Linked DNA regions of Sus scrofa: all the other regions are linked to region 2. A link is a contact called in public Hi-C and HiChIP or PLAC-seq data. All regions are on one chromosome and are shown on one strand. The core of a region is the stretch at or near the end of the contact, and the rest is flanking DNA. Distances in the headings are between cores, read along the strand shown. Region 1 holds the start of GRK6 (G protein-coupled receptor kinase 6). Region 2 holds the start of TMED9 (transmembrane emp24 domain-containing protein 9). Region 3 holds the start of HNRNPAB (heterogeneous nuclear ribonucleoprotein A/B).

Region 1 (4,069 bases), core at 285-2,784, 160 kb after region 2:
GATGCCCCCAGAGGCTGGGAGGAAGGCCTAGCCCCAGGACTCGATAAAGGACAGGAGATAAGGAAGGCTCTGGGCACTGAGGACCCAGCCTGCTGTGCCCATTTCCAGGCAGCACCTCCCCAGGGTCAACCTGCAATGGGCAGGCAGGGGGCACCAGATGCTGTGCCAGTTGGGGGTTCCTCTGGTTTTCCTACAGACTGTGCTGGGGACATCCTATGTCGTAGGCCTGGGTCAACCCGTCTCATTGCATCCTGGGGGCTAGTCCCTGAGCCGAGCCTGGGTTTCCCACTTGTAAAATAGATCAGAAAGGTGAAGCAGATGGCTCTTTCAGCCTGGAAGCCCATCAAAGAGTAGAAAAACTGCCCTGACCTCCCTGCCCTAGAGTTCCGAAAAGAAGTGTCTTCTCTGCTGGTCCCCAGCACCCTGGATAGGACAGGACATAGAGTAGGTGTTCAGTGATTACATTACTGAGGTGGTCAATGGCAGGTGAGGAGCAGACTGACCACAAGGCAATGGGGGCCAGTCTGGTCCTTCTGTGTCCCCAGGATCCTCATAGAGCAGGTGCCTGGTAACATCTGAAAAGCTCAGCAACACTAGGTTCACCCCGCCAGCTCCCTGTGCCAGGCCTTGCACTCAGTCCCACCAGCCCAGCATGCTCCCTTCCTTCAGAGCTCAGCTTCCAGTTATTTCTGTGCCCCTCTGCCCCACTAGTCTGGGCTTCCTGAAGGCAAAAACAGTGACCCATTCCCCTCTGTCCCCAGTGTCCTGAGGCACTGAGCAAGAGGACGTCTTGCTGGTAGTCTATGTGACCAGCTTTCCCCGCCTCGGGTGGGCTATGCTACTGCAGAGTCTTAGTTAATTCATTCTCCAAACCTTTTACCCGTGCACTAACTTTGTGCCGATCCAGGCTGGGCGCCGGAGTTTGGGCCCGGGGCACGTGGGGAAGGCTGCCCCTTCCTGGGGCATCTTCTTACCTCTCTCACCTGGGAGAGGCTTCCAGGACTGAGGTCCCACCCTTCCCTCTTCCTTCCTCTCTCCTTCCCTCACCCCCTCATACACACACGCACGCACACACACACACACACACACACACACACAAACGCGCGCACGCGCGCGCGCCGTGAGGGCGGCGGCCTGACCCCCGCCCTTTCCTGGGCTCCGGCTCCCTGGGGGCAGGTGCGGAGAAGGACCATGGGCCGGAAGGGCCCCTGTCTGAGCGAAATGCTGGGCGCGGAGAGAGCTGCCCTAGGGGATCGGGCGACTAGGGCGCCCAGCGGAACTCGGAGGCCGCGCGACCGCGTTCTCCGCACCCGATCGCCTCACCTTCCCGGGCCTTGAGTAGCACCGTGTTCGCTACAATGTTCTCGAGCTCCATGGGCTGCGGCGCCGCCGGGCCCGCCGGGCCGCGCCGCCGGCCGGGATCGCGCGAGGGAGCCGGGGCCGGATGACGATCGGCGCGGCGCGGCTCGGCTCGGCTCGCAGTGACCGCGCCGCGGCCTCCCGGGCCTCCCCGGCCGCCGCCGCCCGCCGCTCACTCTCCGCCCCCTCCCGGGGGCCACCCCGGCGCCGGCCAGGCCCGCCCCGGCCCGCCCACTGTTTACTTTACTTGGCCAATAACCGGGCGGGTGCTCCCCGCGCCGTCTTCCCATTAGACAACTTCTTCATCATCCCCCGCCCCCAGAGACAGGGATTCGTTCAAAGGAACAGGGGGGCGGGACTTAATACGTCACATCTTCCTAGTTGGTCTACGATGGGGTTCAGCCTCTATGTTCGAATTTCTGGGCCTTCGTAGGATACCGAACTGCCAATTAGGGACGAGCCCTCTGCTGGGACAACGGAGGTGGGTCCTCTGGGTCACGCCCTGGAATTCTTGTACTTGATTGGATGAAGGAAGCGTCGGTCAGCCTTAGCACTGCACTCTGATTGGGCTATTAGCTGTGGGTGTGGCCCGGGTCCCTTTGACTCGCCTTGGCTTTTCCAGGGTTTTTAGGGGATGCATTTAGTGTTCTGGGCCTCCTCCCGGCCGGCCTCCTGCAGGTTCGGGCCGTGTATCCGGCCGTATACTTTTGGGTCGGCCCATCTTGAAGGGCGCACATCGGAAGCGGGGAGAGGCCCAGAGAAGGCTGGGGGCCTCCCTAGCTGCTCCTCGGCCTCCGTCCGGGCCACCGCGGGCGCCCCCGCCCTACCCCCACAGCCGGATGTTGTGATTTCTCTCCACCCACAGGGCCTCGCCCTCCCTCGGCCTCTGCTGCCTTATAAGGCAGCTCTACCACCCCAAGACGTAGGGACGAGCTCACACCCATTGTACAGGTGGGGAGCTGAGGTCTAGTGGCTGGCTCTAGGCAGAAAAGTTGGGAGAAAATAAGGCCGAAATTTTACAGCTGATCAACACCTTCTAACTCAACATCCTACTCCCTCCACCCTCACTTCACACACCAGGAAATGGAGGCTTGCCCAAACTTGCTAGTAAGGCAGAGCCAGCTTCAACTAGGCTTCTCAGATCCCTATCCATTCATCATCCAAAAATACAGAGAACAGCACCTTGTGCCAGGCCCTGAGCCAGGTGCTGGGGAATACAGTAGTGCCAGTAAGATAGCCAGTCTCTCTGCCTACCTTCTAGGAGAGGGATAAAGATGATAATCCTATAAATAAACAAATAAGTGGGATGGTCTGAGGGAGTGGTAAGTGCTAATAAGACATCAAGACAAAATAGTGAGGAGAAATGATCTCAGGTTGACATTTGAATTGATTCAACCACGCAAAAATCTAGGGGAACAGTTTTAAGCACAGGCAACAGCAAGTGCAAAACCCTGAGCCTAGAGTAAGTTTGGTATGTTCAAGGAACAGGAAGAAGGCCTGTATAGTTTCAAGGCCCAATAGTCTGAGATGAGATGAAGGAGCAAGGATTCTAGGTAGATCCTGGAAGGCTTTGTAGATCAATGATGAGGAGTTTGTTGTTTTCCCTAAATAAAATGGGGAGCCTTAGGATGATTTATACTTTAAAAAGATCACTCTAGCTAATGGACTTTTAGAGGGGCCAGGAGTGGAAGCACAGGGAGCAGTTGGGAGAAGACAGAGTGCGGCGGCTTGGAAGAAGGTGGCAGTGGAGATGGAGAAAGTGCATGGATTTAGGATACTTTGGGAAATAAAGATAAGTACCTTGAAAAAGGGAAATCCAGTGGCCAGCAGGACAAAGGGCAGGTACTTCACCCAGTGAAGCCTGCTGTGTCCAAGTGAGATCTAAGTGTTGAGTGAGAATGTATAGGTTTCAGAGGTAACATGAGTGGAGCAGGAAAGAGCCACTGGATGCAAGTTCATATTCAAAATTCTGTAGAGGAAGTTAGTAAGGGCTCAAGCATTTGGTCAGAGCACTGAAGTAGAGTTTCAGGTGCAAGGTGGAATGCACTTGAGGGACAAGAAATGAGGCTCAGGCCTTGAAGAGGCCTGGATGAGGAAGGTCCTTGGAAGCTAGGTAAGGAGGAGGTTGGACTTCATTTTGAGGGTAGTGAGGAGCTGTCCAGGGTGTGTTAAACTAGGGACTAACTTCATCAGATTTGCTTATTCTGTGCCACACTGTGGAGGATGTGCTGGAGTGAGGGTGAAGGGTTGGGAGAGAGGGGCTTGGGCTGACTTATAAACACCTATTGCTTTGGTGCCCAGCTTCTAAGCACCCCTCCCCTTTGGGAGGAAACCTATAAAATGCAGAGGCATGCCCTGGTTTCCACTAGGGAAATCAGAGAGGAGGCAGAACTTATTCTCCAAGGTCCCTGGTAGCTGGAACATGTTTTCAATGCCTGCAAGCAGGTCTTTGAAATCCAAAGCAAGTGATTAACATAGAAGCATCAGAGGCCCATTTAGGGTTCATTAAGGTGGCAGTGGAAGAAGAAGGGGAGGTGGTCAAGCCAGGTCCTTTCTGGGGCCAGGGGATTCAGCAAGCGCCTAAGAACATCAAATCAATTCTTTGTCTGCCCAAGTTACCCAGAATTTTCTCCATTGTTTGGAGCCATGTGTCCTGAGTAAGAGAGGTGGGAGGTCCTTTGAAGAGGAAATATTAAAGAGAGGAATGATG
Region 2 (4,542 bases), core at 1,310-3,809:
GATCCTAGCTATGTCTGCGACCTTCACCACAGCTCACGGCAATGCCGGATCCTTAACCCACTGAGTGAGGCCAGGGATTGAACCCGCAGCCTCATGCTTCCTAGTCGGGTTCATTAACCACTGAGCCACAAAGGGAACTCCCCAAACGGTTCCTTGAAGATTGTCGGCACACGTTGCAAACTGGTGGTCCAGGGGTTGGATCTAGCTCATACATGTGTTTTGTTTGGTTCGCAGTGTTTTAACAACATTTAAAACAAGAAAATTCCACAAAAAAGCTCTGGAGCTCTAGCTCCTCTTAAAACCCAAGCCTAGCATTTCTGCAAGCAGCCCTCAGCTGACAATATGAGCTCTTCCTACTTAGATAGGTCACTATTCTACCAGTCTTTATGGTCACACATCCATTCACAGTACCTGCCTGGCTCCTGGTGAGTCTGAAACCCCTGGTACTGGGAGCACTGAGAACCATGGAAATAGCACTCTAGGTGTTGGTATCAATTCCTGCTCTGTCACCTTGTGTGTCTCCTAATTAGACAACGACAGCCTCTTAAGAGACTTGTCTTCTCAATTACAAAGTAGATTTAGTAATATTCATCCCATATTTTGGACCTGCAATGGAGCAGACATATAAGTCCTTTGGGTTCATGATGATTTTGACATGCAACGCCAGGCTAGTCCAGTAGGCAGCTTCTGGGGAGAAGCCCACTGCTCCTGGGCTAACCACTCACCCGCTGGTAGTTCTGTTCTTTCTGGATCTGCTCCACTTGCTCCACTAGCTGTCGCACTCGCAGTTGCAACTCACTCAACTTGTCTTTGGCAGCAATTTCTGCATAGTCGTTGGCATGTTCACCCACCTGGATGTCCAGATGAACTCTCTAGAGACAGACAAGGAAGATAAGGAGTATCAGGTAGCCCTGCTCTGTCTTCCTGTCAGGGCCTAACAGCTGGTCCTCCCACTTTTCTTCATTTGTTCATTTATCCAACATTGACTGAGGCCTTGTCAGTGTCCAGCCCCATTTAAGCCCACAGGCAAAAATAAGCTTTGGCTGATGCTTTGACCAAAGTATATGTGAAAAGCTCTGTGACCATTCCCTGAATATTCACTGGAAACCCAGTCTTATTAGGAGACACAAAACCTGACACAGTCATCTCACACCCCCTGTACCACTGGTCCCTAGTTCCCACCAAGGGATAGAGGCTAAAAGCTATAAGTCCCACGTGGGTCCACTTACCAGCATGCCTCCAGCAAAAAGGGAGAACTTTGTGGAATTGGAGTGAAGACAGATCTGGTGCTCACCAGGCGTATGGGAGGTGAAGGTGAACCTGCCTTCAGAACCATACTGCCGGGCCAGAATGACCTGGAGAGAAGGGGCTTCAGTGAGTATTACGGTAAGGATGAGGCTGAACAGTGCTTAAGTGCCTCAAAAGTTGACAGCTAGAGCCTCAGGCATCCCACAATACTGAAAGGTCCAAAGCTGCTTAGCAGCAGTTGCCAAAAACTTGTCTTCAAACTATTTGGAGCAGGGGTGAGGAATCTGACATTAAGTTGGCATGTGATCACTCTTGGAAAGGGCTTTCCCTTATTCATAGCTCATACTCTTTCAACTCTTTTGGTGTGACTTTTTTAAGTGAAAAGTGACATCTGAACTTTTTTTTTTAATCCTTATTTGTCAAATTAATAGCTGCTCATTCTTTTTGGAACGCTGTGTGAAACTTTTTGGATTTCTGTGAAATCCAAAAGTTTATATGCCCTAGCTTTAGAGTTGACAAAACTCTTTCCAGAACCACAATTAATCCACCCAACACATCTATAAAGTACACGGATTTCCATTTCACAGACCAGAATGGCTCGGGGAAGATAACTAACTTGGCGGAGTCATACATGGGTCACTAAGTAGTTGAGAGAAGTAGCTAGCACTACAGCAGCCCAAGCTTGCTCTCAAGTGAAAACCCAGGATCTTCCCGCAACACCAACTGTTTTTACCAGTTTAGCAGATCCGGAAACCAAGAGAGGAAGTACCAGCGCCTGCGCTCAAGTGCAGGGTGGAGGGCTCGGCGGGGCTAAGGGGCCAGCTCACCTTGTCTTCTGGGTCCTTCACCTCCACGAACATGCCAAGCCCGGGGGTGGCCGGCTGGTACTCCTCCCGCTGCTTGTCATACAGCTGAGTCCGGTAGTTTCCTGGAAGAAAGCAGGCCAAGACCAGTCAGAGGAGCGCTAGGTGCTGTCGGGACCGCTCCCACCAGGGCACGACGATGCCGGGAGCTCCCGGCACTGAGGTGACTTTCCCACACAACCCGCCCCAAGACCGCGGTCTTGTTGAAAACTCTCTCCCTTCCCCCGCACCTATAACCATGGTCTCGTCCGGAATCTCCTCAATAAAGCACTTCTTTTCCGTCTCCCCAATGTGGAAGTAGAGTGCACCTCCTCGGGCCGCAAAGCACAGCAGCAGCAGGAGGGCCCGGACGACCCTACCCAGCCGGGCTCCGGGACAGGGCCCGACAACCCACACGCACTGCTCCGCAGCCATCTTGCCCCACCTGCCCGCGCAGTCGCAGCGGGCCGCGCCACGTAGCCCTGCCGCCGCTGCCGCCGCGGGGCCTGCCGGAACAGCGAGTTCCGAAGGGTGGACTACAAGTCCCGAGATGCCCCGAGGCCACGGCGCGGCAGAGCATGATTGGGGCGCAGCTTTTACAAAGGAGTAAGCTGGGGCTGCAGAATTGAAATTTTTTTTCTGCTGACCCTTGTCGCAGCCCGGCTACTGGTGATGATGATTATTATTATTATTTTTTTAACCGATGATGAAACTAACGAAGTTTGAGTCAACGGAGCGAATTAGGAGCAGGGAGGAATATACACAAAAGGAAACAATACAAACATTTCCCTCCAGGAAGTAATGCAAAAGACAGTAAATTCAGGAAACGAGGGACAAAAAATTATAAGGGAAATAGAAAAAAAATAGCAAAATGACAGAAGTCCTTTTGTGTAAGTAATTATTTTAAATGTAATTTATTAAGTATAAATAGGAATTCCTGTTGTGGCTCAGTGGATCTCTGTGAGGATGTGGGTTCAATCCCTGGCCTCATCCAGTGGATTAAATATCCAGCGTTGCTGCAAGCTGCAGCATAGGTCATAGATGCGGCTCAGATCAGGTGCTGCTGACTGTGGTGTAGGCCTGGAGCTGCAGCCCGGATTTGACCTCTAACCCAGGAACTTCCATAAGCCACATATTAAACTGTTTAAAAAAAAAAAAAAAAAGGATTTCCTACTGTGGCTCATCAGTAACAAACCCGGCTAGTATCCGTGAGGATGATCCCTGGCCTTGCTCAGTGGGTTAAGTATCCTGCGTTGCCATGAGCCCCAGTGTAGGTCACAGACATGGCTCAGATCTGACATTTCTGTGGCTATGGAGTAGGCTGGCAACTGCAGCTCGGATTCAACTCTTAGCATGGGAACTTACATATGCTGCAGGTACGCCCCCACCCCCCTCAAAAAAAATTAAAGTAAAATAAAATTGACAGAATTGAAGAGAAAAATAAACTTCTACAACAAGGGATAAAAAAATAGACAAAAAAAAAAAGTAAGGAAAAAAAAGTAAGGAAACAGATGGCTTGAACAACCCAATAAGCCAACCAGATCTAACAGACATATTTAAAACATTCTAACAACAACAGAATACACATTCTTCCCAAGTGCAGAATGCCTTTAACCTTACTATATGCCTAATATTTTAGATTAAACCTTACTATAAAATAAAATATTAGGCATATAGTAAGATTAAAGCTACTAGATTTTAAAAGATAGCATACAAAATATCTCCTCTGATAACAACAGAATGAAGCTAAAAATCAATAGAAGGAAAACTGGAAAATTCACAAATTTGTGGGAATCAGCATTTTTTTGTGAGTGTTTAGAGCTACTACTTTTTTATTTAATCATTGTGACTTGTGCACATATTTTATGCCAAGTCCTATGCTTGGTGTTAGGTATATGTTGGTGAGTCAAAAGCAGACGCATTCTCTGGCCACATGGCACTTACAGTCTAGCAAAAGGGACTGCATGATTGTAATTACAAACTTTTTTTTCTTTTAAACAACATTCTCAAACAATCAATGGATCAAGGAGAAATCACAAGGTATTTCTAAGAATATACTCAGAGATGACTGATAACAAAACACAATGCACCCAGATTTATGGGACACAGAAAGCAGGGCTAAGGGGAAATTTTACAGCTATAAATGCTTATCGATAAATAAGAAAGATCTCAAATCAACAAGCTCATTTTACAGCTTAATTAGAAAAAGAAAAACAAACTAAACCCAAAGCTAGCAGAAGGAAAGAAATAATAAAGATTAGAGCAGAGGTATATAAGTTAAGGAATAGAAAAATAATAGAGAAAATCAATGAAACCAAAAGTTGGTTCTTTGAAAAGATCAACCAAATTAATGCATCTTTAGCTAAATGGATTAAGAAGAAAAGAGAAAAGACTCATTATTGGTGTTCACACTGTGGCTCAGCAGGTTAAGAATCTGGTGTAGTCTCCGTGA
Region 3 (4,514 bases), core at 1,594-4,093, 170 kb before region 2:
TTACTGCCAGTCCTACCAGTCTAGGAGTTCCTTAAAGGACAGGACCACCTGCCCCATCAGGACAGAAAGTACTGAAAAAAAACTCTAAGGTCTACCTTAGAGATCTCTTAGAGGTGGCCCAATCCCTAACCCACACCTGCAAGGACCAGCTTTTCTGCGGCAACAGGAGACCAAGCACACACAGTTGTGGAACCTTACCTTGCTTCCACTGATGGTGTGAAACTTCTTCTCCAAAACTTTCTTCACAGGTTCCTCTTCTTTAAAGGTGATGAAGACAAAGCCTCGTCTTTTGTTCGACTTTGGATCCATTGGAAGTTCAATTGCTTCAATCTATAAACAAAGGCGAAGCTCAGGACCTCCCCTACCCGAGCCTATAGGGAACTCACAGGAGAATGGCCCGTGAACACTAAAGATAGTGGAAAAAAGCTTCAGCCAGCCAAGGCTGTGCTACCAAGGAAGAAAGAAGGCAAACTCAAAGCAGCTGGCAGGCCACTCCAGGGGTCGCACACTCACCTCCCCAAATTCGCCAAAGTACTCCCTGATCTTCTCCTCTGTGGCTTCAGGATTCAGACCCCCTACAAAAATTTTCTTTACTGGGTCTTTCTTCATTGCCATGGCCTTTTTGGGGTCAATGACACGGCCATCCAGCCTGTGCTCCTTCTGGTCTAGAACCTGTTCCAACAGAAAGATGGGAGTTGGATTCTGACTTAGCAGCATGACCCTGAACAAGGCTCTTCTCTGAGCCACAAGACTCCAACACAGGTACCAAAAACGTGTTTGATCCCCTCCATACCCTACTCCCCAACCTGACTTCCCAAGCCAATCTCCAAAGTTCAAGTACACCTGGTTTACTTAACACCTACAAATCTGTCCTCACACCCAAGTCTTTGGCAATGCTGTGCACCCCTCTTTCCTGCCCAGGAAGTCCCAGTTATAGGCATACCTCCTCCAGAAGCAAAGCAGCAGTCATTTTTAAAAAACAGAGGCTGGAGTTCCTGTTATAGCTCAGCAATAGACAAACCCGACTAGTATTGTATGAGAATGCAGGTTTGATGCCTAGCCTCGCTCAGTGGGCTGGGGATCCAGCGCTGCTGTGGCTGCTGGCTACAATTCAACCCCTAGCCTGGGAACTTCCATATGCCGGAGCTGGGCTGCCAGAGCTAGAATCCTCACACTCTTGTTAATAAGCTTTGTGATCTCTTCTACCTAAAACTTCTTGAGATTTAGATTTGTCTTTTAATGGGACTAAAATAATGCCTATCTCCTAGCAACTGTGGACTCTCTTCTAGTCCTCACAATGAAGTATTTGCAGGGTCCAGAATAGCCACAAAATAAGAAATGGTCCGCTATAACCATCCTGGACCACTCTAGCCCATACTCCCTCCTCTGCTTAATCTCTACTTTTAACCCCTTCAAATAACAAACTCATAAATTTCCAAACTTCCTTTTCCCCAAGCATTCAACCATGTGCAGAACACATAAACCAGTCATAGACTAAGAATGGTGGCATAATCTTAGAATACACTGAGACTCCTGATTATACAATACCCAACTTACCTTCTCCACACTGGCTGCATCTTTGAAGAGGATAAACCCAAACCCTCTTGACCGGCCAGTGTTGGGATCCATTTTTATTGTACAGTCAACGACCTCTCCAAATTTGGTAAAATAATCCTTTAGGTCCTTTTTGCTGGTATCCCAGCTCAGGCCACCAACGAACATTTTTCTGAAATGGTGGGGTAAGACACACGGCAACAAGCCTTATGAGAAAGCTGTGATTTTAGAAGAATTGGTCCTAGAAAAGCTTTCACTGACGTAATTATAAATAAAACCACCAACCTGAGCAAAGGTCCACCCCTAAGAGGCCGCAAAGGTTCTACCTCTGGAGGTTAATAAACCTCTGCTACCCTTCAAAACCCAATCTTGACCCTAACGACTCCGCACCCCCCAGGGCTGGTGGGGGAAGGAAGCACAACCTGACCAGAGAGCTAGACCCTGAGCACCACAACTGGAAGGAACCCAACCCAACAACCACGTATCAAAACGCTACAGTCCCTGCCACTCTCCACCACCTCCGAGCACTGGCTCTCAAGGAACTCAAGGCTTCCGGGCCGAGTCCGCGTTCAGGCTGTGACTCCGCCCTCGGCAGGAGGCGGAGGAGGGAGGCCAGGGCGCGCGCCAACTCCGCCCACGCAGCCCCGGCAGCCCGCGACCCGCCGGCCCCGGGTCCGAGCGCACTCCCCTTCCGGGCCGCCCGGCCCCGGCCCCGCGCCAGCGGCCCCAGGGCGGCGCCAAAGTCGACCCAACAAACTCCCTCAAACTCCCGCGCGCGCAGCGGCGGGCGGCGCGGAGTTGCTGGTTTGCGGGCCGCGAGCAGGCCCCGGCCGCCCGCCCCTCCCCCCGCCGCATGGCTCCAACAAAAGGCGGCCCCGGAACAAAGGCGGCGCCCCCGTCGGCCCGTGGCCGCACCTACCCCGCGTCCTCTTCGTTCTTGCTGGCGTTGATCTGGTCGCCCTCGGCGCCGTTCTGGTTGCCGGCCGGGGGCGCCGCGGTCCCGCCTCCAGAGCCCGCTGCGGCGCCGCTGCTGGTGCTGGTGCCGGTGCCGGTGCCGGTGCCGGTGCCGGTCCCGGCCGGCGACTCGCCTTCGGGGGCGGCCTCGTGTCCGTTCTCGGTGGCGCCCGTGGTCTCCATGGGCTGCTCTTCACCCGCTTCCGACATGTTAGGCCGAGGCACGCGGCTCCTGCAACAAGCGGCCACATACAGACACAGCGCGTCAGGCCCGCACGGCTCATGCCCGGACTCCCGCCCGCCGCCCGCAGGCCCGGCCGCTCACCTCGCCGCCGATGACGCCGCGGGGCCCGCTTGTCCTCACCCGCCGAGAAGGCGCCGCGGGCTCGGCCGCGCTCACACTCGCGCTGCCGGGCCTCTCCCCCGTCTACCGACGGAGCCTCCGCGATCGCGCGCCCTTCTCCTCGGCTACCGGAGACGCCGAACAGAATCCTCAGACGGATAATCTCGCCCGGGCCCGCGCGGTGCCGCCGCCTGACAATGCCGACTCGTGGCGCTCTTTATAATGCCGGAGCCGGGGCCACCTCGCAACAAGGCGCATGCTCATTGGCTTCGGCGGCTCGTCACTCAGCCCGGCGCCGGCGTCCCGTTGGCCGCGGCGCCGCGCGCACGCTAGATTCGGGCGGGCTTTGTCCTCATTTTAGAATCCGCGCGAGCCGAGGCCTTGCTAAGGATCTCGGGGTCCGCTGGCCGGACGGCCCTGTCTCTAGGGGCGGGCAGCCCGAGCCCGGAGGCGGAGAGGTCGGAGACTGACGCTCCGCCCTTTGAGGCCGTAGTCTCTCGTCCCCGGTACCCAATCCCAAAGTTGGCCGCCTCGGCCACTCCATTTCCCAAAAGAGGAAACTGGTCTCGAGGAAGCCTCGGAAACCAAGGTTGCCCGGCTGGAATTGGCGGAATCCAGCCTTCCGAGATTAGGCGCATTCGGTCCTCCAAGGCCCTCCGCATGGCTCTGAAAAATTGCGACGGGGCCCGCCCGCTCCCTTGACCTTGGTGCCTTCAAAGCCACGATCTCTGGCCCTTTCTGCCGCCTCCCCCGGAGGCTAGAAGCCGGGAGGGGGCGGAGTCCGCTAGGTGTCTGTAGCCATTAGTGCTCCGCCCCACGTCCCGGCGGGAGAAACCGTGGGACCACGAGGATCCCCTTGGCAACACTTTCACGACTAGTATCGCATTTTTACTTTTGATTACTTAAAATCTTTCATTTAATTCATTTATTTTTGCTCTAATCTATTTTTAAGAAAAGTAAACCGCTTCCGTGAAATCTTGAAGTTTGAGGGAAGGGAAAAATAGTTCTTTTTTCTGATATACAAAACCCCTCAATATTGATCTAGTTGACCACCGGGCTTGAAAGCCCTACGTTATCCCGTGATTCCTTTTAATCAAATGGGTGACAGGCCCCAAATAAACCAGGATTAAAACCTCTAAAGCCTGGGGATTACCAAATAACAGCAGAACACTAGTAGCTGACGTTTCCCACTGGAGTCCTGCTGCCAGGCCCAGTGTGGTGGGCTGGGCGTTTTATTTCCTCTTTTGACCTCCTAACAACCGTATGGAAGGTGGTACCATTACAAATTTATAAATGAGATAACAAACCCAGAGCCCTGGCCCGAGGCTCACTCCGCAATCCATCCAGCCCGTGGCGTTGCCTTGAGAATGTAAAATGTGATGATTTTATCTTTGGAAAAAATAATTTTCAGAAAATCTGAGGATTTGGCCACACAACACTGCATTTCCCCCAAGATATCAACCACCTAGAACTGGGGCACCCACCCCTAGATAAGCAAATTCCTCTGGTTCATCCCAAAGCCCACCTAAATTTCATAACTAATTCATATATCTCCATAAAACCTTGGTCATGTTACTGATATCTGGTGGTAAGGCTTACAGAGAAGTCCCTAACAAACTTTCCTCCCCTCCACCTCCACCTAGCCTCTGCCCACCCACAGAAA

The links. Hi-C and Micro-C count contacts between places; a contact is called where the count stands out from the background. HiChIP or PLAC-seq counts read pairs in DNA pulled down with a chosen protein or histone mark.
Region 1: an H3K27ac HiChIP or PLAC-seq map of alveolar macrophages shows a contact between it and region 2. The contact joins the promoter of GRK6 here to the promoter of TMED9 in region 2. A contact is called at or near these places in 1 of 5 promoter capture datasets (fetal skeletal muscle) and 1 of 2 datasets of contacts at active chromatin or transcription factors (alveolar macrophages).
Region 3: a contact with region 2 is called in a Hi-C map of alveolar macrophages, with 1.6 times the contacts expected there. The contact joins the promoter of HNRNPAB here to the promoter of TMED9 in region 2. A contact is called at or near these places in 7 of 47 Hi-C or Micro-C datasets (alveolar macrophages, embryonic fibroblasts, epiblast stem cells and 4 more).

The regions. Positions count from the first base shown.
Region 1 is chr2:80,525,674-80,529,742 of Sscrofa11.1, forward strand. GRK6 (G protein-coupled receptor kinase 6) reads right to left here and starts at 1,535. Exons shown (of 17, transcript XR_002341730.1): 1 at 1,324-1,535. It also overlaps a transcript of F12 not described here.
Region 2 is chr2:80,365,875-80,370,416 of Sscrofa11.1, forward strand. TMED9 (transmembrane emp24 domain-containing protein 9) reads right to left here and starts at 2,560. Exons shown (of 5, transcript XM_003123674.4): 1 at 2,342-2,560; 2 at 2,076-2,176; 3 at 1,230-1,355; 4 at 726-872. The coding sequence starts at 2,525.
Region 3 is chr2:80,191,083-80,195,596 of Sscrofa11.1, forward strand. It overlaps HNRNPAB (heterogeneous nuclear ribonucleoprotein A/B), which reads right to left and starts at 2,844. Exons shown (of 7, transcript NM_001112695.1): 1 at 2,834-2,844; 2 at 2,474-2,740; 3 at 1,558-1,726; 4 at 514-672; 5 at 199-330. The coding sequence starts at 2,718.